4 separate regions of the Mus musculus genome follow, and all the other regions are linked to region 3. A link is a contact called in public HiChIP or PLAC-seq data. All regions are on one chromosome and are shown on one strand. Each heading gives the region's core, a stretch centred on a gene start, on an enhancer-like site or on the middle of the called end of the contact. The rest is flanking DNA. Distances are from core to core; before and after follow the strand shown. Region 1 overlaps Mir100hg (Mir100 Mirlet7a-2 Mir125b-1 cluster host gene). Region 2 overlaps Mir100hg (Mir100 Mirlet7a-2 Mir125b-1 cluster host gene). Region 3 overlaps 6720432D03Rik (a long non-coding RNA gene). Region 4 overlaps Mir100hg (Mir100 Mirlet7a-2 Mir125b-1 cluster host gene).

What was found. HiChIP or PLAC-seq counts read pairs in DNA pulled down with a chosen protein or histone mark.
Region 1: a contact with region 3 is called in a FOXA1 HiChIP or PLAC-seq map of pancreatic cancer cells. The contact joins two enhancer-like sites. A contact is called at or near these places in 1 of 484 Hi-C or Micro-C datasets (uterus), 4 of 115 datasets of contacts at active chromatin or transcription factors (the NIH/3T3 cell line, embryonic basal ganglia, embryonic fibroblasts and 1 more) and 1 of 9 other capture datasets (embryonic stem cells).
Region 2: a contact with region 3 is called in an H3K4me3 HiChIP or PLAC-seq map of forebrain, with 5 times the contacts expected there. The contact joins two enhancer-like sites. A contact is called at or near these places in 6 of 39 promoter capture datasets (the 3T3-L1 cell line, cranial neural crest, frontonasal cranial neural crest and 2 more), 1 of 15 datasets of contacts at CTCF or cohesin (the NIH/3T3 cell line), 9 of 484 Hi-C or Micro-C datasets (3T3-L1-derived adipocytes, cerebellum, embryonic fibroblasts and 4 more), 13 of 115 datasets of contacts at active chromatin or transcription factors (VIP interneurons, craniofacial prominence, embryonic basal ganglia and 9 more) and 1 of 9 other capture datasets (embryonic stem cells).
Region 4: a contact with region 3 is called in an H3K4me3 HiChIP or PLAC-seq map of embryonic basal ganglia, with 3 times the contacts expected there. The contact joins two enhancer-like sites. A contact is called at or near these places in 5 of 484 Hi-C or Micro-C datasets (the N1E-115 cell line, embryonic fibroblasts, embryonic stem cells and 2 more), 4 of 115 datasets of contacts at active chromatin or transcription factors (craniofacial prominence, embryonic basal ganglia, embryonic limb bud and 1 more) and 1 of 9 other capture datasets (embryonic stem cells).

Annotation. Positions count from the first base shown.
Region 1 is chr9:41,485,318-41,492,619 of GRCm38.p6, reverse strand. The region is part of intron 3 of Mir100hg (Mir100 Mirlet7a-2 Mir125b-1 cluster host gene); the gene reads right to left. Among named protein-coding and RNA genes, the nearest start is that of Mir100, 42 kb to the left of the region's middle. Within about 2 kb of position 4,314, at least 29 of the 459 cell types and tissues checked have an H3K27ac peak or open chromatin away from gene starts, as enhancers often do. A contact at or near this core is called in embryonic fibroblasts and pancreatic cancer cells, where this site is marked.
Region 2 is chr9:41,581,995-41,588,677 of GRCm38.p6, reverse strand. The region is part of intron 4 of Mir100hg (Mir100 Mirlet7a-2 Mir125b-1 cluster host gene); the gene reads right to left. Mir125b-1 (microRNA 125b-1) reads right to left here; the gene lies at 6,676-6,683. Among named protein-coding and RNA genes, the nearest start is that of Mir125b-1, 3.4 kb to the right of the region's middle. Within about 2 kb of position 2,212, at least 67 of the 459 cell types and tissues checked have an H3K27ac peak or open chromatin away from gene starts, as enhancers often do. A contact at or near this core is called in embryonic fibroblasts, forebrain and pancreatic cancer cells, where this site is marked.
Region 3 is chr9:41,858,205-41,865,842 of GRCm38.p6, reverse strand. All of the region lies in intron 3 of 6720432D03Rik (a long non-coding RNA gene), which reads left to right. Among named protein-coding and RNA genes, the nearest start is that of 6720432D03Rik, 14 kb to the left of the region's middle. Within about 2 kb of position 4,937, at least 85 of the 459 cell types and tissues checked have an H3K27ac peak or open chromatin away from gene starts, as enhancers often do. A contact at or near this core is called in the N1E-115 cell line, embryonic basal ganglia, embryonic fibroblasts and 2 more, where this site is marked.
Region 4 is chr9:41,460,615-41,468,244 of GRCm38.p6, reverse strand. The region is part of intron 3 of Mir100hg (Mir100 Mirlet7a-2 Mir125b-1 cluster host gene); the gene reads right to left. Among named protein-coding and RNA genes, the nearest start is that of Mir100, 67 kb to the left of the region's middle. Within about 2 kb of position 3,649, at least 76 of the 459 cell types and tissues checked have an H3K27ac peak or open chromatin away from gene starts, as enhancers often do. A contact at or near this core is called in the N1E-115 cell line and embryonic basal ganglia, where this site is marked.

The DNA of each region.
Region 1 (7,302 bases), core at 3,065-5,564, 370 kb after region 3:
AATTACAGAGTCTCCTGTCTTCTATCCTTATCCTACTCAGCCTAATATCTGCATAATGTTTCAGTAGATCCTTCTGGGAAAGATAGCTCTTCCCTAACGTGTTAAAGTGACTCTGGCTGTATTATTAAACCCAAAGTCTTTATTAGTGATTTACAAAGCTACTAGTTTGACTTTGCAGTCTTTACTCCAGCCACACCATCCTCTTTGTTGTATTCTAATGTATCAAGTGCATCCCTGTCTTTGGGCTTTAGTCTGATATTTTCTCTGTCTATGACTCTCTGCCCCAGGCACAAGGTTTTGGTCTCACCTTCATCAGGTCTCTGCTCTAATGGTACCCCTGTAGAAAATTGCAACCAGGCACACAATTCTCCTATTGCCTCTACAGCCTTGGACCTCATTCCTCACCTTGCCTTTTAAAAATAAAATTCAACATTCATTTGTTGGTTAATTGTTCTTTTCAATTTTATGCAGTGCAGTATCCTAGGAAGAGAACGTCTCAACCGAAGGGTTGTCCAGATCAGTGTGGCTCAGAGCCATGTCTACAGGGATTGTCTTGGTTATTGGTTAATGTGGGAAGGCTCTATCTACTGTGGGCAATGCCACCCATAAACAGGCTATCCTGGATTGTTTGAAAAAGCCGGTTAAGCATGAATCAGAGGAAGCGAGCCAGTAAACATCTTTCCTCTGAGTCTTTGCTTCAGTTTCTGACTAAAGTTCCTGCCCTGACTTCTCTAAAGGAGAGTGTTAACTGGAAATATAAACCAAATAAGTCCTTTCTTATTCAAGTTGGTTTTGGAATATTTTATCACAGTAGCAAAAAGGCAAACCAGAATAATCAATTCACTACCAAAACCAGAGTATATTGATTTATGTGTTTTATTTGTGTTTATTATCTATCTCCCTTTGCTAGAATGCAGGTTCAACAAGAGCCTCGATCATATCTTGTCCTTTTGAGTCAGATTCTTATGTCATGTGGGCATATACTGCTAAATCAAGCACTGGGTATTGAGCTGAAGTCAATCAATGAAAATGGCTTCCAGAAAAAGACACTAGTGTAATATAGCCTATGCCTATGTGAAATAAGAATCTCACCCAAAAGGGCTTGATAGAGAATTATAGTCCATTGTCCACTTAGATCATAAAGTAGGATACCTGAATATATGTCCTTTGTTGGGAAATTAATGATAGCCCAGATAAGCCACTGGTGGCAAACACCACAGGCAGAGCACAGAGGCACACCTCCCTTCTGTTGTTTTAAAGATTCAGATGACAGATTTTTCAGTTAATCCAAGGGTGTTTTAGCCAGATGTGGTGGCTTACTCTTGTGCTCTCAGCATTTGCGATGCTGAGGCAGGAGGACTGGCTATGAAGCTGAGGTCATCTCAGACTATACAGTGAGTTACATACCTGTTTGAGCTTCAGAATGGGACCCTGTCTCATGAAACAAGATTATAAAAGACAAATAAACAAAAGAATGAATTTGGAGCAGACCACATTCATGACTTGTACAAAGTCAGGAAGGAGCTGGAAGCTTGAGCTTGACTTAGAACAAAGCAAAGTCACCTCAGAGACTTAAGGAAACCAGCAGAGCACTATGCTCTTGTCATCTCAACCCATTTCTGTTTCAGCAGCACTTGCTAGTTCTTTTATTGAAATTATACTTATACTTATTATTGTACTGATGATGATGATGATGGCGTGTGTGTGTGTGTGTGTGTGTGTGTGTGTGTACATGCCACAAACAGTCATGTTGGGGCATGTGTCATGGGTATGCATTAGAAATCAGAAGACACCTTTCAGAAGTTGATTCTTTCCTCTACTGTGAGTTCCAGGGAGCATTAAACTCAGGTTGTCAGGCTTACACAACAGGCACTTCCATCCAGTGCGCCATCTCACCAGCTCCACTGATCTTGGTCTAGTGACCATTTCCTAGTATCCAACCCACCTTGTAAGTAACCAGAGACTTTGGGAACAGCATTCAAATGCCTATACTAAGTCTTCTGTGTGATTCTAAAGTCTGCTCAGGTTTGTGAGCTATTGACAATGAACAGCTCCTTTGTACACATGGGATAACTCTGTTTGCCGGGCCCTGTTAAGGTGCAGATTTTCTTTCACAGACAAGTGCAGTAACTTTGTTAGTCACTCAGCACCCAACAATGAGTCAATGAATTCTCGTGTACTAACCTTTCTGAAACACTCTGTCTGGGTGTTCTACCTCAGATTTATAAGAGTGGCAGACAGCTCACACATGCCAGAAGCCCCAGCTTAACTGATTTCACAACACTGCTGACTTGCTTGGCTCCAGGATCTTCCTGTTGAGTTTCAGAATTCTGAAATTTAAGATGCCATTGCTTAACATGTTGATAATTTTATTGCACCAGGAACTATGACCACACTGGTATGTGAAGTAGGGGGCAACCCTAGAAACTGAGGGCTGTAGGAATTTGTCCAAAAAAATAAAAAAATAAAAATAAAAAAGTGAGTCGCTGAGAGCCTCATCGCTTTGAGTATTCATAAGAACACCATCATTTGAACGGTTACTTATATAAGGAGAAGAGATTTTCCTACCTAAAAAAAAGTATTCTTAAGGCCTTGCATCCAGGACTCACAGATTCCCCTTAGTCCTGTAAAGGAGGCCCAGAGACTCATCTAAGAGAGGGCAGAGATCAGTCAACCTATCCAAGACTCCATTGTTGTAGACAAAGTCCCAAGTCTGTTTCACAGTCCTTGGATTACTTTTGTAGTTGTCAGTTCTATATAATAATATGAATTGAGTATCTGCTCATGGTCAGTTCCTGGATTTAGATGTGGAGATTTATAATCTTCTGATATGGCTCTTTCCTTGAAGGAGCTCAATGATTGAGACCCTGTCTCCTTGCTCAGTAATATCTATCTTTGGCTGACCTTGAACTCTAAAGAAGCAATGAAACGAAAGGTAAACGATATTGATCTCTACAATAAAGAACTGTAAGTGAAGCTAAGATTTATCACAACTTGTGCCATGTCCTCACTTGGGCCACCAGTCATTTGATCAAGGACATCTTGGTGATAAAGAGTTTAAAAGTATAGGGACTGTGTTGGTTGTAGAGTGCTTGCTTAGTGTGTGTGAAGCTCTCGGTTCAATCCCAGTGCTATGCTATAAAAAAAAGATGAATGAATGAATGAATAAATAAATAGATAAATAAATAAATAAATAAATAAAATTTCAACCTCAAGTCATACTCATATTTCATATTCAAATATATATAATATGAAAAGGCTAAGTTTGTAGAAAGGTGATTGAAATATGAGTTTGGAGTCAGCGAAAAATGAAAGTGAACTTTGGACAAATTGTATTTTGTACACACACACACACACACACACAAACACACACACAATTAGATTTCTAACAGAAAGACATGCTAGAAGTAGTATCTACATGTGTTCTTCATTATTTGAGTATGAGGTTGAGCTTAGAGATCTGGGTTTTAAAACACAAGTATGTCTGCTTAGTAAATGTTCAGGTTAAGTCAATAAAATACTGTGACTAAGAACTGAGGGGAAAGGTAAGCCTCCACTCAGACATATACTGGCTTTATATATATTAAAAAAAAAACTAAGATTTTTGTGGGGATGGGAAGTAGATAAAGATGTAACCACCCAGACAGGGTTTCTGAGGAAATGAAGGCTCACCAAAGATTATTAAAACCTATACATATGAGAGCCATATTCATTCATTCAACTAACATCTTAAGCTCGTACCATGAATGACGCCAAGTCCTGAACATACCCCAGTGAAGATGGCAAGATATTAGTGTTTTTTATTCTATTATTAGAATAGCCAAGAAACACTTTCAGGATAGAAGTCCCCAATACCCTGTAATCTGGATGAACTGGGCATAAGACAACTTTTTTAAAGTCAAATTTTTATTAGGAAAAAACAGGCCTTGGTCATTTTTTAAAAGTTTACAGTGTCGCTATAAGATAAACTTAGCCTAAGCAATGAATAAAAAGATGCATGCTAGCATAAAAATCATAGCTAAAAAATAAATAAATGAAGATTGATGGAGAGATTTCGGGTGGCTTATTTTTTTCCTGGAATGCTAATGCTTGCTATTGGAAAGTGGTAAATTTGAACATGATTAGCTAATTCTTCGTCTTAGTGACTAAAAGAAGGGCTGTAGGAGACGCATTTCCATTGAGCTCCCTTTTAGGGCTCTGAGTGGTAACTAGGTGAATTATAAGACCCTTTCTCCTCTCCCTTATCTGGCTCGAGTGTGAACTCCAGATTTGGAAACTCTTAGACATTGCTGGGAAATGTATCATAGATGGTGACTCACCCCTTAAAAGACAAGTGTGTAAATTGCCTTACCAGAGACAAGTCTTCTGCCAATCGCTCCCTTTCTTCCTAGGACAAGATTTTACTTCTTTCTCTCTGATTCATATCCTGAGGAAATCAACATGACACAAAATGTCTGCTGTGTTCAATTAAGAAAAAGAGTCTCCAACCCACACTTAGAGCACATAAGCTTTTGAAAATCCAGAGAATGTGCTATCTTTCCAAGAAGACTTCCCTCCAAAAGGCATTGGTGTCATGTAAGAGAACTGAACACCAATCATTGAATGCCTGCTCTACATAAAATCCCTTTAGCCAACAGACCTGCACCTGCAAAGTGGATTGGCCTCACCTAAATCTCGAGGAATAAGCAGGCAGAGGAGCAACAGGTAATCTAGGCTCACTGGGTGCCATTCTAAAGTAATAGTTTACATTAATCGAGAGCCTACCAGCATTCAGGTTCTACTTTAAGTTTTCCAAGTAACTTTAAGTTTTCTAAATCACTCCATAAGATCAAATATAAGTCCCTTTGTAGACCCTAACCCCAGTTAAGGCGGGGGGGGGGTGAGCTCAGAGTGGTGAATGACTTTTCTCAAGATGACATATTAGTAAGATGCACACTGCGGTGCAAACCTCCAGCAGTTGGGTACCAGAGTACGAACTTTCCGATTCCTCATTTCATCCTTGCAAAGGTTAGAACACTACCATCTCTGTCATGCACATGAGAGCACCTGGAGAAAGTAAGTGACATGATCAAGGGTGTAAAGATTACTGACTTGTTTGATCTGAGAGCTGAACTCAGTAGAGGCAAGGTCCCAGGGTTGTCCTGGCACTACGTCACATCAAGCATTCCCCACTTGGAGAAAGAAATGTGTACACTGGATGCTGCATGCGTTCACAGCCTCACGGGAGCTCCAGGAGGTTATGAACTGAATGTATTCTGGAGAGATTCTAGAAAAGAGGGGAAGGGCATTAGAATGGGAAAAAAAGTTGCCTAAGGAAAGTTCCTGTGGGTGAGGTAAAAGAATAGGCTGGTGACAAGAGTTGACTCTGTCTCTTGACACTGCCCTATCTCTACTCTGAAGAAAAGGAAAGGCTAGCCTTAGCAGGTGGTAGGAAGGCTCTATTACAGATATGGGTCATGCTCGGAACAGTAGAGGCCTGGAGGAGAGCAAAGAAGTTTTCTGAGATTACAGTAAAAGCTACTATCGATGATTCTGCCCCTCGCCCGGTAGGTCTCCAAAGGATCCCATCAAATACAAACTAGAAGAGTTACAAATCAAACCCATGCTCCCTCTTTAAAAGGGAATGAGAAAGGGCAGAAGGTGGGGAGGGGACGTCTCAATTTCAACATTTTCTAGGGATTTTTCCATGCAATTTATCCAGTAGAATAGGAAAATTGGATTTTTTTAAGGTTATTTTTGGCAACTTTTATTTTATTTATCCAGAGCTTTACTGGATAAATGAACTCAAATTTTGGCAGAATGTCGCTAAATCATGTGCTACTTTTATCTAACCCAAAGCCTAGGGCTCACCCTTCAGTAACAACATTCATTTGCTCAGAGGTCTCTAAGAGCAGTACTTTCAATAGCCTATGATGTTTGAGGAGGACTATGGGACCTCACTGGCCAACAACTCCAAAAGATCCTGGCACTTGTCTTTTTATGTGATAGCCTACAGTATCTACTAGAATCTACTGCTAAATGGAACACAACATCAAACGGACTCCTAATGGCTTATAGTTATACTCATCAATTAATCCATTACCCACAACAGGTCAACATACAGAGATTAAGAGACTAGAGAATGCTCGGCTCTAAGCGAAACGTTTATATTGTATATGCTCCTCCCAAGGGTTGGGGGTCATTGTGGAAGACAGCATAAAGAGATTGTAAGAGGAGCGGTGAATAATTACAAGAAGGCTGTGTTCTGGCCACAGCAAAGAGTTGCAAATATTAACTCACAGCAGTTGAGACAACATGAACAGGACCTGCATAGGGTCAATACAGGTAAAATCCCAGCATGAGGAGAGGAAATGAACATGAAGCCCCACCCCCCGTTAAGGTGATATTGGCAATTGATAGGCACTGAGAAGTGGAGGGTAAGTATTCTTTTAAGGGTACGGCCCCTGTGAGTTGATCACGTGCCAGCAGAATGTCTCACATCCAATGGACAGGGCTGGATCTCAGAGTGAGGGGAAGGGAATGAATACGATCAAAGTACATTAGAAAAATCTCGGGTAACAAATTAAAAACGAGACTAGAATAACAGTATGTTCCTACTAGCTAGGAGTTGAGAGGATTTCAAACTGTCCCCCAGTACTCTGAAATAAAAGTTCTAAAGTACTTCGTGAATGAATTAATATAATTGGGCAAAAATTGGAGGAAGCGAAATCTGCAAAGGTTTCATTGTGCACCCTTGGCTGTGCTCTGTGTGTCTCATCCGCCACAGTGACAATCTCAGCCTTCTCAAGCTTGTCTGATCCATAGGATGCCTTCCGATTTCTGTGGCACTCACAGCAAAACCTCATTGACCTTGAATCTGGGAACGTAAGCCTGCTCTCTGCCTTTGTAAGGTCTGGAAAGACGATTCTCAGTAGCCTCGAACTAGAAGGATGGGAGAATGGACAGATGATGAGGATTGTGAACTGGCTATGCCTTTGACTGGGGTATCTGAGCCTCTACTTACGATTCTCTGGAGCAGTCAGCAAACAGGAATAAGTCAGAACTCCTTAATATGCCACTGCACATTTTTTTCAGTGCCACCTTCAAGGAAGTAAAGAACAATGGAGTCTTTCTCCCGTATAATGCTGGTGTCAGAGTGTAATGAGAGACAAGTCAGGCACTCGTCTCATAAGGACTCTACAGAACTAAAGAAGCGCACAGAGGGAATGGTTATCTGTACCGTGGTCTTGAATGCATATGTCAGCTACACTTAATGAGTTCTGTCCACAGTCCTTGACACACACTGAAACAAAGCCCCTGCTA
Region 2 (6,683 bases), core at 963-3,462, 270 kb after region 3:
AGGCACGCTGAACGGGATACACCACGGCACATACTGTATTAAATACTTGGAGTATTTGAGGATGCTGACTCTCTAGAGGAGACATCTAACTGGTAGAATGACTTAGGGTAAATGCTATGCCCAGGCAATGCATTTTGTAAACAGTGATATTGGGGATGTTAAGCTTTGGCATGCATGTACGACTCATTCGTGAATAAATTAGCATGGTATTGCATTAAGAAAAGACAGTGCCTATAATACTGCTATGATTCATAAAGGTAGTGACTAATGGAAAGCCCAAGAATATGTGAGAAGATTGAAAAAAAAAAAAAAAAAGAAACAAGCTATATATGGCTTTGATGTTTTATATAGCCAACCCATGCAAAACAGGCTTTTATATGCTATGTATATTATAAACACTATTAAAAGGAATTTTAAGGAATGAATATGAAGTGGACAGTAGGAGAAAGGTCAGATTCCACATGTTTGTCGAGAGTTAAAAATTTTACAGCTTTGTTCTTTGGGTTCTATACCTACCTAATTGCAAGAGCAGTGGAGTAGCATCATCTATTCAATGCAAAGTTCTCTTGAGATCCTTTTTGTAATTTGAATGAAGAAGCAAAAACTTAGGGCCTCACATAGTCTTACTCTGTAACAATTCTCTAAGCTTGTCTCGACAAGCTCACCACCTACTGCATACATGGCAAATGGCAAGTAGCAGGCTGACCAGCCAACTCACTGTGATCTGCCTGGGCTTTTTCTTAATAGGTAGATCTTGGGGGGGGGGGGCAGCTCGCTGGAGGGGGCTCCCCAGTGGAGCCATCAGTAGATCTCTGGAATCGTGTTGAGGCCCCAAAAGGGAACTGAAGTTAGTGGATAAGAGTCTCAGTTACTCATCTCGTGACATGCAAAATGGAGGGGAAAAACAGAAAATTGTTTATTATTGTTAATGGTTTGATTGCTTTTATTAGATTAAAAATCATCATCTCTGGCAAATGCCATGTCTCTGATTCCAACAAAGGAAATGGATTCCTTATGTGTAATATGTACTTTTCTGTTGTTCTCTGTGCTTCCGAGTTATCCACAGCCAGGATGAAGACCAAACTCACAAAGAACTGCAAATATTTTGCAAAGAATTCAAATTTTCTCCAGTGAGGAGCCTTTGAAAGATCAAGAGTTTGCAACATCTAGGTTTTCCACTTTCATTCTCATGGAAGCACACATGAAGCAAAGTCCTTTTATTCTTGTATTAATTAACAAGGAATTAAAAAAAAAACCCTAAGCTGACTTACAAAGCACTCTCCTCCCAAGCAATTCCAAGCATGAGACATGCCCGAGGATGGGGGGTGATGGGGACACACTCAAGTAGGCTACAGATAAAGCAAAGCACAGCTATATGCACATTAGTATAATTACAGATTGCAAATTATGCCGGATGTATCTAATATCTAATTTTTTGAAAGCTGACTCCACTTGAGACTTCAATAACAGCGTCAACATTTTGCAGGTGGCTTCTCTGTACAGTATCCAATGGGAATTATTCTTCCAATGCTTATAGCCCTCAAGTTAAACCTGGAGCTCCCCCTTAAAGGACCAATGGACACTGAAAACTGAGAATAGCACCTAGACAAAGGAAATGGAGTAGGGGGAGACCCTGGAAGACACTGAGTACAGTTGCTTATTTCTGTGACGATGATACTTACTTGGTTCAAGCAATAAGGAACTTGAACATCCGTCATTAGAAAATGTAGGAGAGGCTACATGCATGTTGAGGAAGCCAACTGAAAGGTTAAGGGTTGGGCATTTCTTAGATCTATGGATAAAAGGGGAAATGAGCATCAAGGTGGCACGCTCTACCTTTGACTCCAAACATTAAGCCTTATGTTAAATCCAACTCATCTAAGACATACAGTTTGTTCGTCTAAAAAAGATCCGCATTCGGCTTTGAGAAACTGGCTTTTGTCCTCGAGCCCTGCATGAATCAATCACCAACCAACTAAAATATATTTGAGATCTCAGAGAAGGAAGAGTACTCTCCAAGTTGATTGGATCCATCTTCTTGATTCCTCCTTAAAGATCTTTCTGCTAATGAGTCAGGGTTGCTGTGGCATTATTTAATTATCCGCACTTCTGTACGATGAAATATGTTGTCGTAGCGCACACTTCACAGTGCAGTGACTGCTCACATGTAATGCTGCCTCCACAGTTAGTACATTCCTTTGTTCTGCTCATAAGTGGTTTCAGAAAAAAGGGGTGGGCCCGGAAGGAGGAGCCTTTGGGGTTTGTAAAATAAAAATCATACATTCCTGGTGCATGTGCAGAATTCGATGCATTTACATGAATTCTGCTTTTGAAATTAAGTTGTGGCTCCACTTGGAATAAGCCAAGGCACATGTCGGGTGACTTCAAATGCAGCCATGAGGCTCTGAGTGGACCTTGAACATCTCTCTAGTGAATACTCACTGTAATGTAATGGGGGACAGAATGACTTGATTTTTTTTTTTAAAATCAGCAAGGAATGTCTTTAACAAGGAAGAAGTAAATTATGATAATTACTCTGAATGGTCGGATCCTTGAGCATTACTAATTAGCATTTATTGCCTGGATTATGGAACAATACAAGTGAAACCAAACTGCAGTTGCTCTTTTACCTTGAAGACTTGAAAAGGCAATGGAGAAAGATCTCTGCAGCCACCTCCGTGATGCAGACTGCAGGCAGTCTACCTCCCCACAGCCTGCAGACTCCCTCCTTATAGAAACACACCCATACGGGCCTCAGCATTTCCGGCCCATTCATCTTTGTGTGTGTGTGTGTGTGTTAGGTTCATATTTGCATGGGCTATCAGGTTCAGGAGACTAATATTCAGGCAAAATATTTTGGCCATAATACCATCTGAGGATGATGTTATCAGTCGGGAGAGCTTAGCAATAAAGAGCTGAAACTCCATGCTCCATGAAAATATGGAATTCTCCCAAAGAGATATTTGACTTAAAAACAGAACAAAGAACTCAGTTCTTGGTGATTGAAATTTTATATTTCCTCACTGACCCTTAGGACTGAAGCTTAAAAGAAAATAGCTAAGAAAAATAATGGGTTTTTGGTATAAGTACCTTTATTTGTTTATCTATCTATCTATTTATTTTCCATTAGAAATCTGTGATGATATAGGTTCTGAAATTAGAAAACAAAAATTAGATGTTCATGAACAGGTTGGCAGCACTAAATAAATGCCATTGTTAAAATTTAGCAACCAAATTTTTTAAATAAGCCACCAGGTATAATATAAGGAGAGAAAGGAGGAAGAAGAAAAAAAAAAAAGACTCCCTGAGCCGTTTATCACTCTGCAATCTCTGCCGTTCTCCACATCCCATTATAACGAATGAAGAGAAAAGACTATGGTCAGCCAGAAAATGGGCCCCAAATACAGTCACTGCTCTTCCAAATACCGTCCATGGTTTCCCCACCCTGGGCCCTTTTAGCCTGAAAGAATAAGTTTGCTTAAATCTGTGAGGAGATTAAATAGACTGGTGATAGAAATTAATTCTGCCGAATGAGCAAATGCATTCGAGTTGCCCAGATGCAAATAAGATAGATAATACTTTTCTTTGCCTTTGACATGCTAGGCGGATTAGTTTAGAATGTTAAATCTGATTTTATTAGAATATATTAGCAGTGTTTTAATTAATACCAATCAAACGTTTTTCTTTCCCTGGGGCTTGATATGTTCCTAACACTTTCTAAATCATCTGTTTTCCCCTCCAGAAAAAAAAAAAAAGAAAAAAAAAACAGAAAAACCCTACAAAATCACCAAATCACCCTTTGTTACAGTCGCTCAATTCTAATCTCACTGCGTTCTGTGGGAAGCCATAAACTTTTTGTATAAAGGTGTTTTTGCCCATAAATTTCATTCCAGGTGCCAGATTTTAAAATGAGTTACTGTTTCTCTAGCATGCCTCCTTAAAGAAGAAAGGAAGAAAGAAAGAAGAAAGAAAGAAAGAAAGAAAGAAAGAAAGAAAGAAAGAAAGAAAGAAAGGAAGAAAGAAAGAAAGAAGAAAGAAAGAAAAAAGAAAGAAAGAAAGAAAGAAAAAAGAAGGTAGAAAGGAAGGAAAGAAGGAAGGAAGGAAGGAAGGAAGGAAGCGAGCAATTAGAGATTTGAAAATTAAGCATTTTCTGTATTTTTCTTTGAGGGGCAAGATATTGCAAAACGGGTTTCAGCTGGTTCCTCTTGTTATCAGTGGGCTTGCTTAAGCTGTTAAATTTCAACTGCATTGATTTTGAACAGACCAAAAAAAAAAAAAAAAAAAAGCAAGACTTTTTAAAAAGGAGGTGGTTTTGTGTGTGTGTCTGTGTCTGTGTGTTTCAGCTAGGTAAAAAATGGTGAGCCACTGAGCCCTGTGAACTGAATTCTAACTGTGCTCCTAGGAGGCACAGGAGAGCGTTCCACTCATTATCCCCCCCTTTCTCTCCAGCTTCCTGTCCTCCTGCGCCCTGAGCTCCAGTTCCCTGTCTCTTTTCTTCCCCCAGTGCACCCCCACTGCAGCTCCCAGCCTTATTTTTTTTTTTTATCTGCCAGGCTGGATTTGCGCTTTTAAAGATCAGTATCAATAATAGCCTGCTTGTTTCGGTTACACTCTCCCTCTAAAAAGACAGTCCCCACTAATTGATGCGTCTGGGCTAGTCTAGACTGGTAGTGATTGAACCAACCACCAATTATGTTATTCATTTCACTGAACTTCACTGATGGGCTCCATGAGGAAGAGGGGCTGTTGAGAAACCTGCCCTTGCAATGAAGCAGTTGCCTGCTAAAATATAAAAACCTGTGTGTCACACGCCCTGCTGAATGCCTGAGCACCCTGCTTTAGTCTGAGAGTGGGAGGAATCCACTAGAAAGCCTGGGGAAAAGAGAAGTGCCCCAGAGTACAAACCGAAACATTTGCTATTAGTTATGTCTTCCGATCATTTGAAATCACAGAGAAATTACAGCTATCATAGCTTTATTGATCATGCACCCGTTTTCTATCAGATAGGCTGCGTACATATCTTGCCTTCAAAAGCACCAAATGTCTGCCGGTCTTTTGCATGTATGATGTGAGTATATATATTGCCCATGAGTTAAACTGTTGTACTGCCATAATTTCTACATAGCTATACATACGCATTGGCTGAAATGGGGTGGGGAATCGTTAATTATTTTATATAAACTCACGGGCAATCACTTACAGAACTGTAAGCTTTGAAGCACATTCCACCAAATGCTGCCAAGTAATAGTTAAATTACAGCCGCACAGGAGGTTTCAACAAAAGACACAGCACAGTTGTTACACACTTCTCAGTTCAGCGTTCTGATACAAAATGCTTTCTTGACTGCAGTTTGGATTAAAATGAGTCAAATTGCGATAAATGCTTAAAAAAAAAAAAAGAAATCGCAAACAGTTTCCTTCACCTTCCACTCCGTGTGCACAATGAGGCTATTCCAAAATCTTTCCAAGAAGAAAGCATTGGGGGTCTGGGTTGATTTAGGTATTTTTTCCAAAAATGAAGAGAAAGGTTGGGCTGAGGAGAGTAAAACGGTTTAAAGGAAACCACACACCCAGAATTTTCTATAACAAAGACAAGGTAAAGCACCTCGTCCTTCTCTCCCAGTGTGAGGTGGAACTGAGGTGTGGGACTCCCCCTGCCATGGAAAGTTACAATCTCAGAAAACTACAAAGTAGGAAATGCTCACAATCGCCTCGAGAGGGGATTATTTTGAAATGGGGTTTGATATTACCAATAACTTTGTCAGGTAGAATTAACATCCTTGATAGCCATCTTTCTAATTTCTAAAAGAGAGCCATGAGCATTGATTGACCCCCCACAAAGAATGCAACAATACCAAATTCACCCAGCTATTTCTTTCACTCCATAATATTTAGAAAATCCATATCTATCGTTCTTTACTTTAAAGTCCATCATGTATAACATTTTTAGAGTACCAAACCAAGGAGGGAGAATTCTTTCTTCCATTTTTGTTCTCACAAAATCTTTCAAAGTAACACGTATTTTATCTTGCCTGATCTCTTAATTCCCTTCCTTTGTATTGAATACAAGAGTTGAATATTTAACCTCTTCATTTCGTCCAGACTAGAGGTGTATGAATACCTCCGTCAGTGAAACCTCTGTCTGGTAACAGAACACACGTAGACAATGCAGATAGAATACATTCCCATGCCCATTTTAATTGGGCACAATTTTGAGATTAACTGTTGAGCTTAAAAGTTGGAGGCATGGGGCATGCTGGGACTTCAGCTGAGATGTTCTGAGGCCAAGCACCAGGTACTGAGCTGTTGGTATTACGCTCCGATAGTACTGTGTGTTGCTCTCAAGGAATAGATCCGCCAGCCTCGGTATCAGCCATATATATACACAGGCGTCCATAGCAGCCAACACAGGATGCTAACATACTATGCCTACTTTTACAGAAGCCAGGAGCTGCCACTCGGGTCACCTGATCCCATCTAACAATGGAAGCCTCAAGGGTGTATTACCATCACTTCTGACAAACTTTTCTCTCTCTCTCTCTCTCTCTCTCTCTCTCTCTCTCTCTCTCTCTCTCTCTCTCTCTCTCTCTCTCTCTCTCTGTGTCTCTCTGTCTCTCTGTCTCTCTCTTCCTTAAAAGACAAAAAGTTCCTTCAGCGATGCAAAGGCACGACCCGCAGCTCCC
Region 3 (7,638 bases), core at 3,688-6,187:
ACCATGCCCCGCTTTGTATGTGGGTGCTGGTACTGAACACAAGTCTTCTCCAGCAAGCACTTTCCTCATCAAATTGTCTCCTGGTCCCTTCTCGTAGGTTTTCCAATTTCTGGGAGTTGTCATGGTGTTGGTCCATCATGCCTGCAGTCCCAGGCAAGAAGACAGAGAAAGTGTTGGGGGTGTTTGGTCATGCTGGTAGGTGATGAGACTTCTGGGATGCGAGTAGATAGGTGACATACCACTTTCCCACAGGTTCTAGACCAGGGGCACATCAGTTCAGCATGGACAGCTGGTCTCTGGAGCTTCACTTCACCCTGTAAGTAAAGCTGTGTTCCTAGTGTGCAGCTTTCCATATATATGATTCTTCAACTAAAGCACAAAACCACCTTGACAAGCTCTTGCTGCTTGCGCTGCATTCCTTTGCAGTGAGACGCCTAGAAAGGGTCATTAATATTAGTTGTTCCAATTCCCCTGGTCTCATTTTTCCTTGAATCCACCATAGTCTGAATCTTATCCCCTTCAGTTGGCAGGAAATTGGTCTTGTCAAGGTTACTGTGACCCGTCCGTTGTTAAAGGCATGGTCAATTTGCATGTCCGTCTCCATCTGTCTCCATTTAGCTCAGGTGATCATCTGTCTTCTTTAAAATGCTTTCTGCCTTTGGCTCCCAGGACATTGTGAATACAAGGTTCACCCGCCTTCATATCAAGGCCATTTCTTCTCAGTGACTGTCACTAGCCCTGCTGCATCTTCTCCCATCACTCCAAAGCTCTGTCCTCCAAACGCATCTTACCTTTCCCACTGTTCTCCCCATCTCTTCTCACCTAAGAACTGGTTTCTTGCCTTTACATATGTCTTTTAGGCAACTCTTATGTCCATTATCTAGTCTGAACATCTTTGTCGAGCATCAGTCTCCTAGGTCTGTTTGCCTTTTCAACAACTGTATATGTGGGACTAAAACGATCCCAAACGTGTTTCCAAAACATAGCTCCAGATCTCCCTCTCGCCAACCTCGCTCCAGAATTCTATTACATCTCAGCCAATGACCTCTTTTATCTCTGTTGCCAAACTGAGCACCTTGGAGTCTCTTCTTCCAGACTCTGTATCCAATTCTTCAGCAAAGCACATGGATTTCCCACGGTCCATTTACTTCTTATCTGCTTTATTACTTACTACCGGCCATCTTAACACCAGTGTTCTGGATTGTCCAGGAGTCTCTTAAGCGGCTTCCATCTTGGAGGCCTGCATATTACATCATCTACCTCCTACACCGCTTCCAGCATGGCAGCCAGTGTGATGCTCTTGACATATAGGGCAGATCCTAACACAGTTGAGCTTCCCATTTCCCGAAGGAATCTTCCTTACAGTAGCTGCAGGCTGACGTGCCTACGCCTGGGACTCTGTCTGTGTTCTGACCTCCTCCTTTCTCACTGGTTCTGCCAGCCCTGCTCACTCCTCTCCTGCTCTATCATCTCGGTTACCATTCTCTCCCTCCACCAAGACACTCTCTTGTTGGAATGGCTTCTTTTCTGGATTGCCTATTTAACTCCTTCAAGGATCACGAACCCAGCACTCGCCTTCTCCAAACATAAATTTCCTGTGCGTCTCTCTGAAGTTCTGATTCTCTCATCCCGTTTTCTATCTTTACCTTGATTCCTTTATAACAGTAAAGCCCTGTTTCCCAGCTTTCTCTTTTTTACTCTTCCCTCCTCTACAGCATAAATCCCCATGAGTTTAGGAAGCATATCCTTCTCCCTCTATACTTCTAAGTCTTCAGCTCCCTGCATAGGCGGTGCTCTAGCCACAAACTCCAGAAACCTTACAGGATAGTTATGACAGTGGCCCTTCGTGCTTGGCATAAACGGTCTGAACTTCTGAGTTATAAGTGAAGCATCTGGGGATGGAGAAGATTCAGTGAGCTAAGCACTTTCTGCACAAGCATGATGAGCTACGTTTATTATATGGTTTCTAACAGCCATATAAAAGCTGGGCATTGCTGTGTGTGTCTGTCATTCCAGAGCTAGGGGATGGAGAAAGATATCTGAGGCTTGCTGGCCAGTAAGTATGGCTGACATGGGCAATTTTCAGGTTCAATGAAGATATTATGTCTCAAAAAGTAAGCAAACAAACAAAGAAACAAACTACATAGAAAACATTAAAAGAAGAAACATCTGGCTTCTATACATGCAATACACATGCACATATACACACATACACTTGCACATACATATACACATACACACATATATATGCACATATATATGCACATATATGTGCACACACACATACACATGCACACACACAGGTACACACAATACACATACACATGGAGTGGGGTGGTTTCAGGGTTTACGTTTGCTTAACATTTTCAACTCCAGCATTCTGCTGATGTGTTATGTGCCAAGGTGCCTTTTTATTATATTCATTTTGATTCAGTAAATATTGATTGCTTACTATCATAGGCCAAGTCTCATGCTAGGGGAGAGAAATACAAATCGCTGAAATTGGATCCTTCTCTTAGATTTTTACAGACTTTTATGGATGAGGATAGGCCATGATCTAGGCTTTCAAGACATAAATATATCAGTGAATAGGAAAATGTTCCTAAGTGAGAATATTAACATCTTCAGGGATGGTGTCTGTCACCTTTCCTCCAAGGGAACATGCAAGGACTAGATCTGTCTATGTGGTCCACAGAGCACAGCAGTGATGGCTGAGGGGATGAAGGTAAGGATGTGGAAATGGGAGTATTGGGTCTTTGTAGTGTGTGGGAGGAATTATTGGACCATGAAGGAGATGTCAGCTGAGCTTGGCAGGTGGGGTTGAGGACCATGAGAATGGGGGAAGCTTCCAGACTAGAGGGAGTGTGCGTAGACACAGGTGGGAGGAAGGTTCCAAGGCTCTTTACAGAAATGGACCATATCTCATTTCTGGGTAGGCATGGGGCAGAAGTAGGGGAGATAGAAAGAGACAGTGAGGAGATCTGAACCATTTCTGTTACACTGTTATTGTCCTTGTTTGCTTTTCAACAGGGCTGACAAGCAAGAGCCTTTTGTTTCTGCAACAGATAACATAATCACCCAAGCTTAGTACTCCCAGGCAAAACTGGTGCGAGTGGACTGGAGATCCTCAAGGAGAATTTATCTGTCGAAATAGAGTTGCTTTTTGTGTATTTCCATGTTTCCTTCAGTCTTTGAAAATGGATAACCCAGGCACCATCTATAAGACTTCCTATTAGCCATCTTCCAGTACAACGTATTGGTCTTTTCCTGATGGATAGCAAGCAGGGTTTACTGTAAAAGCCTTTTCACGATCGTGATGGAGCATCCTCCATCCTTTCCCCTTCCCATAAAGCCCATCCGCTGACCTCCAGCATTTGATAAAAGCCCTCTCTCATTAGCTCCAGCAGCTGAAGCTGTCTGAGCAGATTCCAGTAAGTATGGCGACACACCATCCATCTAGACGGTGTGGCCACTGCAACCTTAGAGGAACCCAGCAATCCTGTCCTTGCACAGAGTGTGGGCACCTGGGAACTGCGTCAGACTCTGCGAATTCGGGGACTGGTCTTTTAAATATTCTCCATGACATTTCCCTCAATTCACAGCCTGTTTGGATACGGTTTTATATCAGGGTGGGGTCCAAAGCCAAGGTCACTTAAGGAGTCACAGAATCAAAGGATCTCAGAGATGGGAGGTACTAGTGATTATTTGTTTCAGTTGTCTTGGTTTATAAGTGAAGGGCCTGAGGTCAGAAGATGTTGCAGCCACCCAAGTCGGTTAAGGGCAGAGCTTGAACTTGGACTTAGGACTGCAACTCTTTCCACAGGGGAAGGCAGTCCTGTCTCTTAAGTCCTTCTCTGCTTGACCATCTGCTCACCAGAGAGGCCTTGATTCTCCTGTTCTTTCAGGGCCTCTGCCTGTCCTGCATGCTACTCTGATAACAGGGCTTTCTTGCTATAGAAGGCCTGTTCACTAGGGAGGGATCAGGCTCCAGGGAGCTCTGTAGGTAGAAAGTGGTGTCTGTGTGTTTTCTGGATGATTGGACCAGTCCTAGCACCTTGGGGAGTCTAGTTTCCTCTCTCCTCTACTGCAGACTGTGCACTGCCAGTTGAATTACTGCTGCTAGGAACAAGGATGTGCATTCAATGGAGGGATGTCACAAGTGACCATGTTACCCGCTAGAGGATTAAAAACAAACATGGGGGGAGTTTGAGGAGCAATTGGGCAGACAGAAGGAGTGGAGATCACAAGAAAAGAGGACATGAAAAGGCAGAGTCCTAGTTGCTGCTTCAATGTAAATGTGTCCAGAGTGAGGCGCTCATGTTAGACCTATGCAAGGGAGTTCACCAACTGATTGAAAAGAGAAAGAGGACATGGATCCAAAGGGGAGTCCTCCCAGAGACTCCTACCATCCCTTCCTTGCTGGCACTGTTTGCAGGGGAATATGGATTCAGTTTGTGCAGCTGCCGGAGGAAGGAGGCATTAGCCTGGAGACCTTACAGTGAAACAGCTCGCATTGCAGAAGCAGACAGATGAGGGCCTATCTCCCACTCTCTGCAGGTGGGGACAGCCCCTGACATAAACGCAACACTTTGTTCACGTCTCTGCCTTTTCATTTTCTTATGGACATTTCTCAACCAAGGCAGGGCCCCACCTCAAGACAGCTCAGATGCCCCCTCTGCCTCCCAAGGGGTTTGGTGTCTTCAGCAAGCAAAGGCACAGCTAGCAGTAAGCCTCCCTTCCCATCTTCCATAGCGCCCTGGGGGGGGGGGGGAAGCAGGGGAGCAGGGGGCAGGTAATTGTGGCTGTAAGCCATGGTGCTGCAGTGGCAGTCTCTGCTCTAACTTTACCCTGTTTCCCAAGGAAGCCCCAGGGAATCTGGACAAGTTGGGGCTGGGGCACAGATACTGGAGAAGGGGTGGGGACAGGACGGCACCCAGCAGATTTCCTGGCACTGTGCCAGGCCAGAGCTGCCTGCTGTGTGCAGGAAATATTCAACATTCTGTGTCTTAAAGAGAGAGCCTGGAAAGGCTCCAAGACTATACTTAATACATCTGCTGGGAGCTACACAGACGGAAACTGGGGGAGGGGGTGTGCAGGAGGGGGGGGTCGGCTGTCGTCTGCAAAAATAACCCTTGCAGGTCCAGCAAAGCACACAGCATCCACAGGGCACAGGTAATAAGCTTGTGCAAAAGTTCTCTCTTAGCTCCAGTTTTGTACACACACAATTCAAAGCTCATTTGTAGCATCAGATCTGTGTTTCTGCTTTATGATCCCGGGAGGTAGGAAGGGAATGTTATTTTAGTTGCTAGAGTATGGATCGGTTTGTTTCCTTTAGCACATAGCCAAACAGAGGGATGGATGGTCAAGTCTTCATCTCACAGAGGAGGGAGCTGATTCAGAAAAACTAAGTTTACCTCTTGTAAGTCCAAGGCTCTGAGTTCAAGCTTGTCCTCTACCCCTCGATGTCTATACCCAAAAAAGAGCAGCCAGGTTCAACAAGCACTGGATAATCCTAGTAAGTGTTTTCACTATACTCTCCATCACAGTCTAGTTTGGGAAAAGACACTGCCCTCCTCCCACCCTCCTAAGGCACCTCTCGTGCAGGGGGTGAGATGGTTAGAAACTAGTAACCGAGGAGGCTTTTGCCATCAGACATATACTCTGAGGCAATTGCAAAGTCCACAGAAGCCAGCAAAGAAACAGACTGACTTAAAGTGATAACTCTCCAGAGGGCTTTGCCCCATGGAGAAAGAAACAGCACACAAACAGCCTCCTTTCTTTAACCTATCCCCACACACACCAGGAAAGAGAGAAACGTCTCTCTCCTGTGTCTCAGTCTCCCAGTCCCATGCTCAGCAGCCTGGTGCTGACTCATTTCCGAAGCTTTGCAGCTCTTAGGTCTTTATCTTCAACTGTAGACTATGTTAAAATATGCTTAAGTTAAAATATGGTGTGGGAAAGATGTGTGCGGAAGCTAAGGGTAGTAGGTGAGTATCCATGAGGAGAGGGAATGAATGTATATAGATGAAATGGATGAAGATGCCAAGCTCTCTGGGGTTTGTATGGAAGAAGAAGGTGACCAGGGAGAGAGAAAAGAAAAAAGAACAGGTGACCTTGAATGTTAAAAAGATGCTTGTTTGCAAAACTTGTTTCCCTTCTTTGAATATGCTCCTGCATCACAATAAACATGCCATACATATACTTATGCCAGCATATCGTGCATATAGATGTATATATAGATTATGCACACACATATACTCACATACACATGTGTGCATGCGTGTATACACACACACACACACACACACACATCCCCATCTTTATTCTTTAAACCCATCACATGCTCTTCCCTCAACAATTCCATAACCATCTTCGTCTCACTCTTGCAAGCACAGAATGATTTGTGTAACTTGACAGCTGTGAGCTTCAAATTTTATTAAACATCTGCCTTGTTCACAGCCTGTTGTTTTTTTTTTAAGATCTTATCTAATTGCCTTGTGTCACAGGGGCTACCATCTTGTCCATGTGCAAAAGATATAAATGTAGCCACATCACCAAGAAGCTGGATAAAATGCAAGGGATTGTGTTGGTCGTGTTCTGGTAGAAGAAGAGTAGATTATAGAATAATCATTCTATGATGTGTGTTTGCATGGTTTACAAGGTAGACACATGCACTTGTATCTTTAAATGCTATAGGTATTTCGTTGGCCTGAACACATCCCTTAAATTACCTTGGCAGAAGAGAAAGGTGGTGGGGACTTCATAAGGTAGGGCTTATTGGAAGGTGACTAATGCTGACTCGCCAAAGGGAGTGAGTTCCCAAAAGAGTGAGTTGTCACATAAAGAACAAAGTCACCTCTCCCTGCTCTCCACCTTCTCGTCTCGTCATGGGAATTTACTGGCTCCTCGTACCCCAGAGGGGCAGGAACATTTATGGTTAGTGATGGGATGGGCCCTTACTCATCTTTCCATCTCCAGATTTTTTTGAACGAGTAGGTGAATGAGTGAAGTAGCTCTCATACATACGGATCTGGTATGGTTCCTTGTACAAAGGAAAAACGCAGTGACATCATACGAAAATAGAGGCACAGGTCAGCTGGCTTGCCTTCCACGGCTGTTGTTCACTTAAATATCTCAGAGCCTGCAAACTCATCTTTATACAGTTTCTACCAACCCCAAGAAGAAAATAGAGAACATATGAAAACCTTGTAACACCTCAGGAAGGCAGAGCAATCGCCATGGAGCCCGGAGTTTAGATATCAGCCCTATCTTTTCTTCCTCCCCACGACAAACACGCCTTTCAGCCTAGCCCTTCTCCTCACATCAGAAGTGGCTGGTTATTGATATTCCAGAGCCTCTCTATGTAAATTCACATTCCACAAATCTCAAAGCCTTTCTTCTGTATCAGAGCAAGAGGCTGAACAAGATAGATGCTTTTTCTTTTTCTTTTTCTTTCTTTTTTTTTTTTAAAAAAAACCAGCAAATGGCTTTTCTATTGATCCACCTTTTTAACAGCAGGTTTATTTCTCTTCATGGACACTTCAGAATCTCTCTCTCTCTCTCTCTCTCTCTCTCTCTCTCTCTCTCTCTCCCTCTCTCTCTCCCTCTCTCTCTCTCTCCCTCTCTCCCTCCCTCCCT
Region 4 (7,630 bases), core at 2,400-4,899, 400 kb after region 3:
AAGTAAGCTTGGCATTCCACAGAATAAGCATGAAGGGCTACATATGGTAGGACTGTGACAATGACATCTACTAAGTGCCATCATCTCTTGGGAGAACAGAAGACATACATCTTACACCCTATCTCTGACTTTGACTCATGCTACATCAGGGTCATAAGACTCTCATCATGACAGGTTTAGGGGTCCCTCAGCTACTTGTTCCTTGACTATTTCCTGGAAGGAAAGGCAGAGAGAGAGTTCAGTTGCTTACATTGCCAGTGCAAGGATGCTCAATAGCTTTCTTGGGAACTCTGACAGTGATGGTGTCATATTGAATCCTCCCTTCACAGTTTAGTTGTGGTGTCCACTCTTTCCCTCCACTGAGTTTCCTGAAATGGTCCATTTCTTTTTATCTCTGATGCAGTTACCCTTGGTGAAGCTTGTCCCTCCCTCCCTCCCTCCTTCTTTCCCTGCCCCCACACCCTGGATTACTGTTGCATGATCCAGCTTGGCTTTCTAAGATTACCCGCTATAATCCAGCTCATACATGACTTCTGGTTGGTCTTCCTAATAGCTGCCTTTGATTGTATCTCTCTTAGAAAACCCTCCAGCAATCCCTGGTGCCTCCTCATCACAGTCCTGACAGGTGATGCTATAGTGCCTGCCAACTAAGGCTTAGAAACGAATGGCTAGCTCTACCAACAAAGACTGAATTCTCCAGTGACTCACGTGTTGTTGCCCTATGAATAAAATATTTAAACATAGGAAGTTACTCAAACTTCATGTAGCCCGTGCCTCAGAAGTAAATCTAACTCATCTTACCCAAATGGGTTTCTTTGCTATATATTCTCATTGGCACACACACACACACACACACACACACACACACACACACACACACCCCTCATCTTTTCTAGTATCTGCCATGAATTGTTCCTTAATCTCTTGTCCTTATAGTTTGTTTCAGTAGTGACGTCTCCTCTCTATGAAATGTGACTTTATTGAAAGGTAGTCTGATGGGTATGTAGAGTTCTCACTTGCTCAACATCCTCCACCCTCAGAACCTTGGTCATATACAGAGTAGTCACTGCAACTTTCTTGATTCCGATTGGTAGCTCTCCGATGTGCTTATGTTCCAGTTACACAGAAATGTGATTATTTATCGTATGCCATGACAGCCACATTGCAATTTTATTGGAAGCAACAGTGGTGCTATAATAGAAAAGTATACTTAGGTAAAGACCTCTAGACACCAGAGAGAACTATGGAGCAACAGAAAGCTCATTGTAGGATGATACATTAAATGATCCTTAAATCCATCAGGCCAGTACTGCTATTTCTGGCATTGTATGCATTGAAAGGCAGAGCACATTAAACCAGGTGCAACTGGAGATTCAATTCTCCTGAGTTTCTTTTTTGTTGTATATTAAAGATTGATGTTAAAGGCCTCCCCTGACTGAAAATGTAGGTCTGTGGTAGAACAGTTGCTTAGCATACAAAATACCACCAACTCCATGCTAACTTTTAAAAGCTGAATATCCTTTTCACAGTCAAGGACATTCCTCCTTTTCCAGAAAGATGGCTCTATGGCCAATAGTCAAAGAGATGAGAAACTCAATTTTTATATAAAGAAAAGACAAAAGCCAAGCATGGTGGCATGTACCCATTGTCCAAGCTACTATAGAAGAAAGATCCTGAGCCCAGGATGTCAAGACCAGCATCAGCAATGTAAAAGGACTCTGTCTCAAAGAAAGAAAAGAAGGGGCCACAGAAGAGAAGAAAATAGTAGGGAGTGGAGAAGAAAGGAAAGAAATTCAAGATGGCCAACAGCACCTTACCAAAGCGCACAGCTAACTAAGAATGTCCGCTTTTGCTCGAATTTCTGATGCTGTTTTGGTTTCCTGTGAGACACAGGCCTTCACAGCTGCCTATTTGGCTCAGCTATGATCAGTGATTTTGTCCTTTAAAAGGTTGTGCTTCAGGGCTCCCAATGGAGGAGCTAGAGAAATTACCCAAGGAGCTAAAGGGATCTGCAACTCTATAGGCGGAAAAACATTATGAACTAACCAGTACCCCGGAGCTCTTGACTCTAGCTGCATATGTATCAAAAGATGGCCTAGTCGGCCATCACTGGAAAGAGAGGCCCATTGGACACGCAAACTTTATATGCCCCAGTACAGGGGAACGCCAGGGCCAAAAAGGGGGAGTGGGTGGGTAGGGGAGAGGGGGTGGGTGGGTATGGGGGACTTTTGGTATAGCATTGGAAATGTAAATGAGCTAAATACCTAATAAAAAATGGAAAAAAAAAAGGTTGTGCTTAGAGCTTTATACCTCTCCAGCACTGGGCCTGTCACATACAAGAGAAGATAGGCAGGGGGAAGATGACATCACCATCAACCACTCCTTTAATCTACTAAGAAAAAAGGAAGCAAAAGGAAGATTCCTGTCTGACCAGGGAAATCTCAGGTCCAGGTGTCTGGAAGGACCCCTCACTAACTACATTACAAGAGAGGACATTAAACTGTGTGGGCAGTGACAGGGCAGTGACCACCATCATCAGCAATGAGGAAAGAGCCCTGAGCTGTGGTCTTTGGTACCATTTGTGTTTTTGAGCTCCCTGGTTTGTTGGACTTAGTAGCAATAAGATTCTTAAGTCAAAGTCTGATGATGCAGTTGTCCACAAGAGTTTTCTTCTATGTCTGTAGTTCCTTCTATCATGTACAGTGAGTCTCACTATGACCCAAAGCACAAGGGATGGCCATGCAAGCACAAAGGGACCCAAGTGAGCACAAGCCTGTCTACGTGTTCTCACACTTAGCCTCTGCTGCTCCCAGCACCCAGGAGTAGAGGGATCTCTCAGAGTGTGTCTGGCAAGAGATGCCTCAAACCCTGTAAAAAGCGGGAGACTCACATATCCAACCAATTCTGTCTTTAAGTTTCCGCTCAGAATTCCCTGGTACTCTGATTACCCACGTCTAAACTTTGGCTTCTCCACCCATAGAGTGGAAGCTGTAAAATTGGTGCATCTCAGAGAATGACTGAGAAAGGTGAAAGGAATAGTACTGAACTATCAACACAGGACCTGGACAGCACTGAAACAGCCAAAGATGGCTCTGCCCCTCTTGTGAATATTACCATGGCCATGTATGGATGGCAGAAAGCAGAGAGAGGAGAGGAGAGGAGAGGAGAGGAGAGGAGGAGAGGAGAGGAGAGGAGAGGAGAGGAGAGGAGAGGAGAGGAGAGGAGAGGAGAGGAGAGGAGAGGAGAGGAGAACAGAGAGACAGACACAGAGACACAGACAGACAGACAGAGAGGGAGGGAGAAGGGTAGACAGACATAGATAGACAGAGTGAGACAGGGTAGGGAGAGAGGGAGGAAGGGAGAGAGGAAAGGAGGCAGAGACAGAGGGGAAGGGGGAGAAGGAGAGAAGGACAGATAGAGGGAGGGAAGAAGGAAGAGAGGGAGGGAGGAGAGAGAGAGAGAGACAGAGAGAGAGAGAGAGAGAGAGAGAGAGAGAGAGAGAGAGAGAGAGAGAGAAATATCAGTCACCCCCACAGCCTGCCTATGATATCCATTTTCAGGAGTACAGAATATGTCTCCAGGTCAGGCTTGCTCTCAGAGTGAAAGCAAGGAACAGCACCAGAAAGGCCTGCCCTCACAAGATGGGCACCATGCCGGGTTACGCCTGGTCCTGAGGAGACATCGCTAAAGCATTTCAACAGGGCTCCTCTGAGCCAGCTCCTGGGGCACACACAAAGACCCATTCAGGGTGACTGCAACTCTGAAAGCCAGCAGATGCTCTGAGGGGCCTGGGAAGGGGTGGAGAAGCCACACAGAGCCTGGCACTAACCCTCTGGGCCCCGCCCTGGGCAAGTGGGCCTGGAGGGCTTGGGTCTGCAGCCACTCCACAATCTTTGTTTCTCCCTCTATTTCTTTTTCTGACCACGGTCCAGGGCAACAAGGACACCAGCTGCCATAGAATAGATTGAATAACGTCCCCCGAGGAGGCTGGAAGCACCACCTCTCTAATGCCAATCCATTTGGCAGGGTATTCAATCGAAACAGGCCATTACTAACTGGCTTGCTATTGCCAAGTGCCTCTTTAAAATTGTGTGTGTGTGTGTGTGTGTGTGTGTGTGTGTGTGTGTGTGTGTGTGTGTGTGTGTGTGTGTGTGTGTTTTCATATGTATATGTATTGGTGCATGTGCACATGAGGATGCAGATGTGCTGTGTACATAGACCAAAGTCATCCTTGGGAATTTAAGCCACTCCCTTTAAGACAGGATTTCTCCTTAGGCTAAGCTGGCCAGTGAACTTTGGAGATCGTCCTGCTTCTGCCTCCCTCGAGTTGAGGTTGTGAGCCTCTACCACCACACCCAACATTTTTACGTGGATCCTGGGAATCGAACTCAGACCCTTAAGCTGGCAAGGAAAGCATTTTACTGGCTGATCCATCACCACCACCATCCTGCCCAGTCTTAAAGGTGCCTCTTTGGGGAGGGAGGATATACCCCTCAGAGGTTCCTAGTCTGAGCAGATACAGGCTAGAACATGGAAGTGAGTTATTCCCCAAGATTTACAGGTGGCTCCCTGTCCTTTAGCCTCTAATTTCCTACCTGCCAAATGACCTGTTGGAACTCAGAGTAGCTACCATGTGCTTCATCTGAGCAGCAGCCTGGTTGTGGGTCCCTCCTTCCTCTCCATGTCATGTTGACTTGCAAGGAGAGTTCCTGGTCTAGGTGTCCAGCTTCAAAGATGCTTCAAGGACCACATTCCTTGGATGCAGACAAACAGGATTACCTGCTTTGCTCTCTCTCTCCTAATACACAGAAGGCTGTTGTGTGAAGGACACAAGCAAACCAAGAAGCAGAAAACAGAGACTCTTGAAGTCATCAAGGTTGGATGACATGATCTATAAGTCAGCATCCCATTCTAGAAAAGAGCTGAAAGGACTTCTCAAATCAAGGCAGTTGTAGGTCAACCAATCACTGCAGTCCTCTGGATGTGTGTATTTATCTGGACATCATGCTCTCTCCCAGCCATTTAAAAAAAGTATATGGAAATTGTCTGCTTGTCCTCTATGTTCCCAGTGGTCAGTTGCTGTACTTAACACCAGCACCTCCCAGTGCTAACACAGAGCAGGAATTTAGTAAGTGCTTACTGAGCAAAATGAATGTGCCCCCTCGCTCGAGGGCTCTTGCTGGCACAGCCACTCACTTCTTCTCTTTCCCAAGAGTATCATGTAACCTTTGCTCTCAGGAAGTTCTGACTTGCGTTTATCTCAAGTCTCTTTTATGCATATATTTCTGAGTTTTATTTTTTCCCTTCTAATTTCAAAAAACAATTGCTGGTCATGTGCCTCACGCTTATCAGAGTAACTGCAGAAGTCAGCCATTCTACAAAGTCAGCTTTATTTAAGGAATTAAATTGGAAATGAGCATTTGAGATCTCGGGGCCACCTTTCCCTTTTGATAGACAAATAGCAAAGAATTTTTTAGATGAAGTTTGAGACAGACACAGAGGTACACCTGTAATCCCAACACTCTACAGGCTAAGGTGGGAGAACCATAAGTTGGAGGTTAGCCTATGCTACAGAGTGAGACCTACCTCGAAAATGATACCTAGAGGATTTTGATCAGCTAGAGTCTTGGCATTACAGTGACGTTTTGAGGTGAGCCTCCAATATGCCATGCTTATATTACATGTGTAAGTATATGTTTAAGGGACAAATGTGTAAGAACCTATTGTCAAGAGCTGATCAGACTAGAACAGGGAACCATCGGAAGGCAAGAAAAGCAAACCTTTTCTCTCTGTGGTCCTTTGTTTAAAATCACTAACTCATTGGTGAGGATGCAGGAAAGTCCCAAGAGTTTAAACAACACAATGAACCAAAAATCAAACTTGAGAAAACTGGGACGGGGGTAGGGGTGGGGGGTGGGGGCTGTCAATTGGTACAAATTGAGGATGTGATGAAAGTCCATTAAAGGACAAATGTCATATGCCCGTTGCCCTTTCAAAAGAAATGTTTGTGCGTTTTCACTGCTAAAGCAAGTTTCCACTGACCACACATTCAGAAAGCTAGCAAGAATTGCCCTTCAGCAGCCCTCAAACTGGCAGACTCCTTCCTTCTGGCCAGTGAGCTCAGGGTCTGCGTGACTGCAAGGCAAGTCATTTGGGGACACTGGAATTCTGAGCTAGGAGCCAGACGAGGCAACAAAGATAAGGTCTGGACAGAAACCTGGCAGCCTAAGCAACATCTGCTGGGACCAAGGGTTTGGCTCTGGCTCCTGCCGGGCTTGCTAGGGCTGCAAGCCGGGAAGCAGGCCTGTGGTGCTCCTGACAGCAGGTGGCGCAGGAGAGCAAAAACCAAACCCGGCAGGACCCAAGAGGAAGCAGGAACCATTGTGTTCTTCCGGCCTTTGCAAGTAAGCACCATTGTCAAGGGAGGCCACGGAGACCATGCTCGCCTCTTAACGTTCCACACATTTCCTCGGTGGGGTACAAAGTTACATGTGGGTCTTTCTCAGGGAAAGAAAAAAACAAGATGGGCCTAGAGATAAACCTTTCAGGAAATGTGCCACGAAAATCCAAGATTCAACATTGTACATTGATTTCAGAAGCCGGAGCTGAAAGGTGCAAACCACTCTGAACTCTGAGACAGGGCATGACCAAAGTTCAGTTTCTGAAGTTCCATCCACATCTAAAAAACAAAACCAAAACAATAACAAGGAAAACACCCACCTAACGTGACTGGCGGCAGTCTAGAACGCAACAGTTTTGAATAGCCACAGCAAGAAAGAAAACACAGGTGCATCTTTAATGAGACTAAAAGAAGCAACTTTAATGTCTCTCTCCTTCTAAGCTTGTCTCCAAATACATCCTTTGTGGGAAAAGGCAGTGTAAAGGCTCCCTTCCCACATAAATACCCAGAATTCCTCATATTCTGTGTTCCACAGGGAAGAGAAATTAGTCCTTCTTGTTCATTCTTTTTTGTTTTTTTTTGTTTTGGGGGGGTTGCTTGTTTGTTTGTTTTTCAAGACAGGGTTTCTCTGTATAGCCCTGGCTGTTCTTGTTCATTTTTATAGTATCACAAATTTAAGAACCTTATGCAGTAGAAGATTCTAAGTGCTGGCGGTGGGGGTGTACCTGACGTACAGGGTACAAAAGAGCCCTTCTTCTCAAATACACAATACCCCGTGAGCCTCAAAGCAGTAGGGGGCAAAGATGTTCTTCAGCTGTGTAGGTTGGCTTGGGGGGAAACCGTGAGTAAACGAGAGGAATTTTCCTTGTTTTTCCACTTGGTTTCCTTTTGTGTTGGGATTTCTTACACAGGCAAGGAGCTCTCTAAGCACCAGTGTTATATAAACCAGTGTTCAAAGTTTATGTAAGCGTGGAGAGCAAAGAGCTCCCTGGCTTAGAGAAAGTTGGTGGAACATTCAATGCATTTGTTCAACATTCAAGGCTCCCCAAAGCTTCTGGACGTTTTGCTTCACTAGTAGATGTGTTCTGGATCTATCATATGACCTACCTGCTGCCGTGGTGGATGCCCACACCATAGGTGTTTCAATGACAGAAAGTGTGAGTCAACAACAACAAAAAACAAAAAGAAACAGTTAACAGTACGAAGAAGAGAGAAGTCAATACCTCGGGG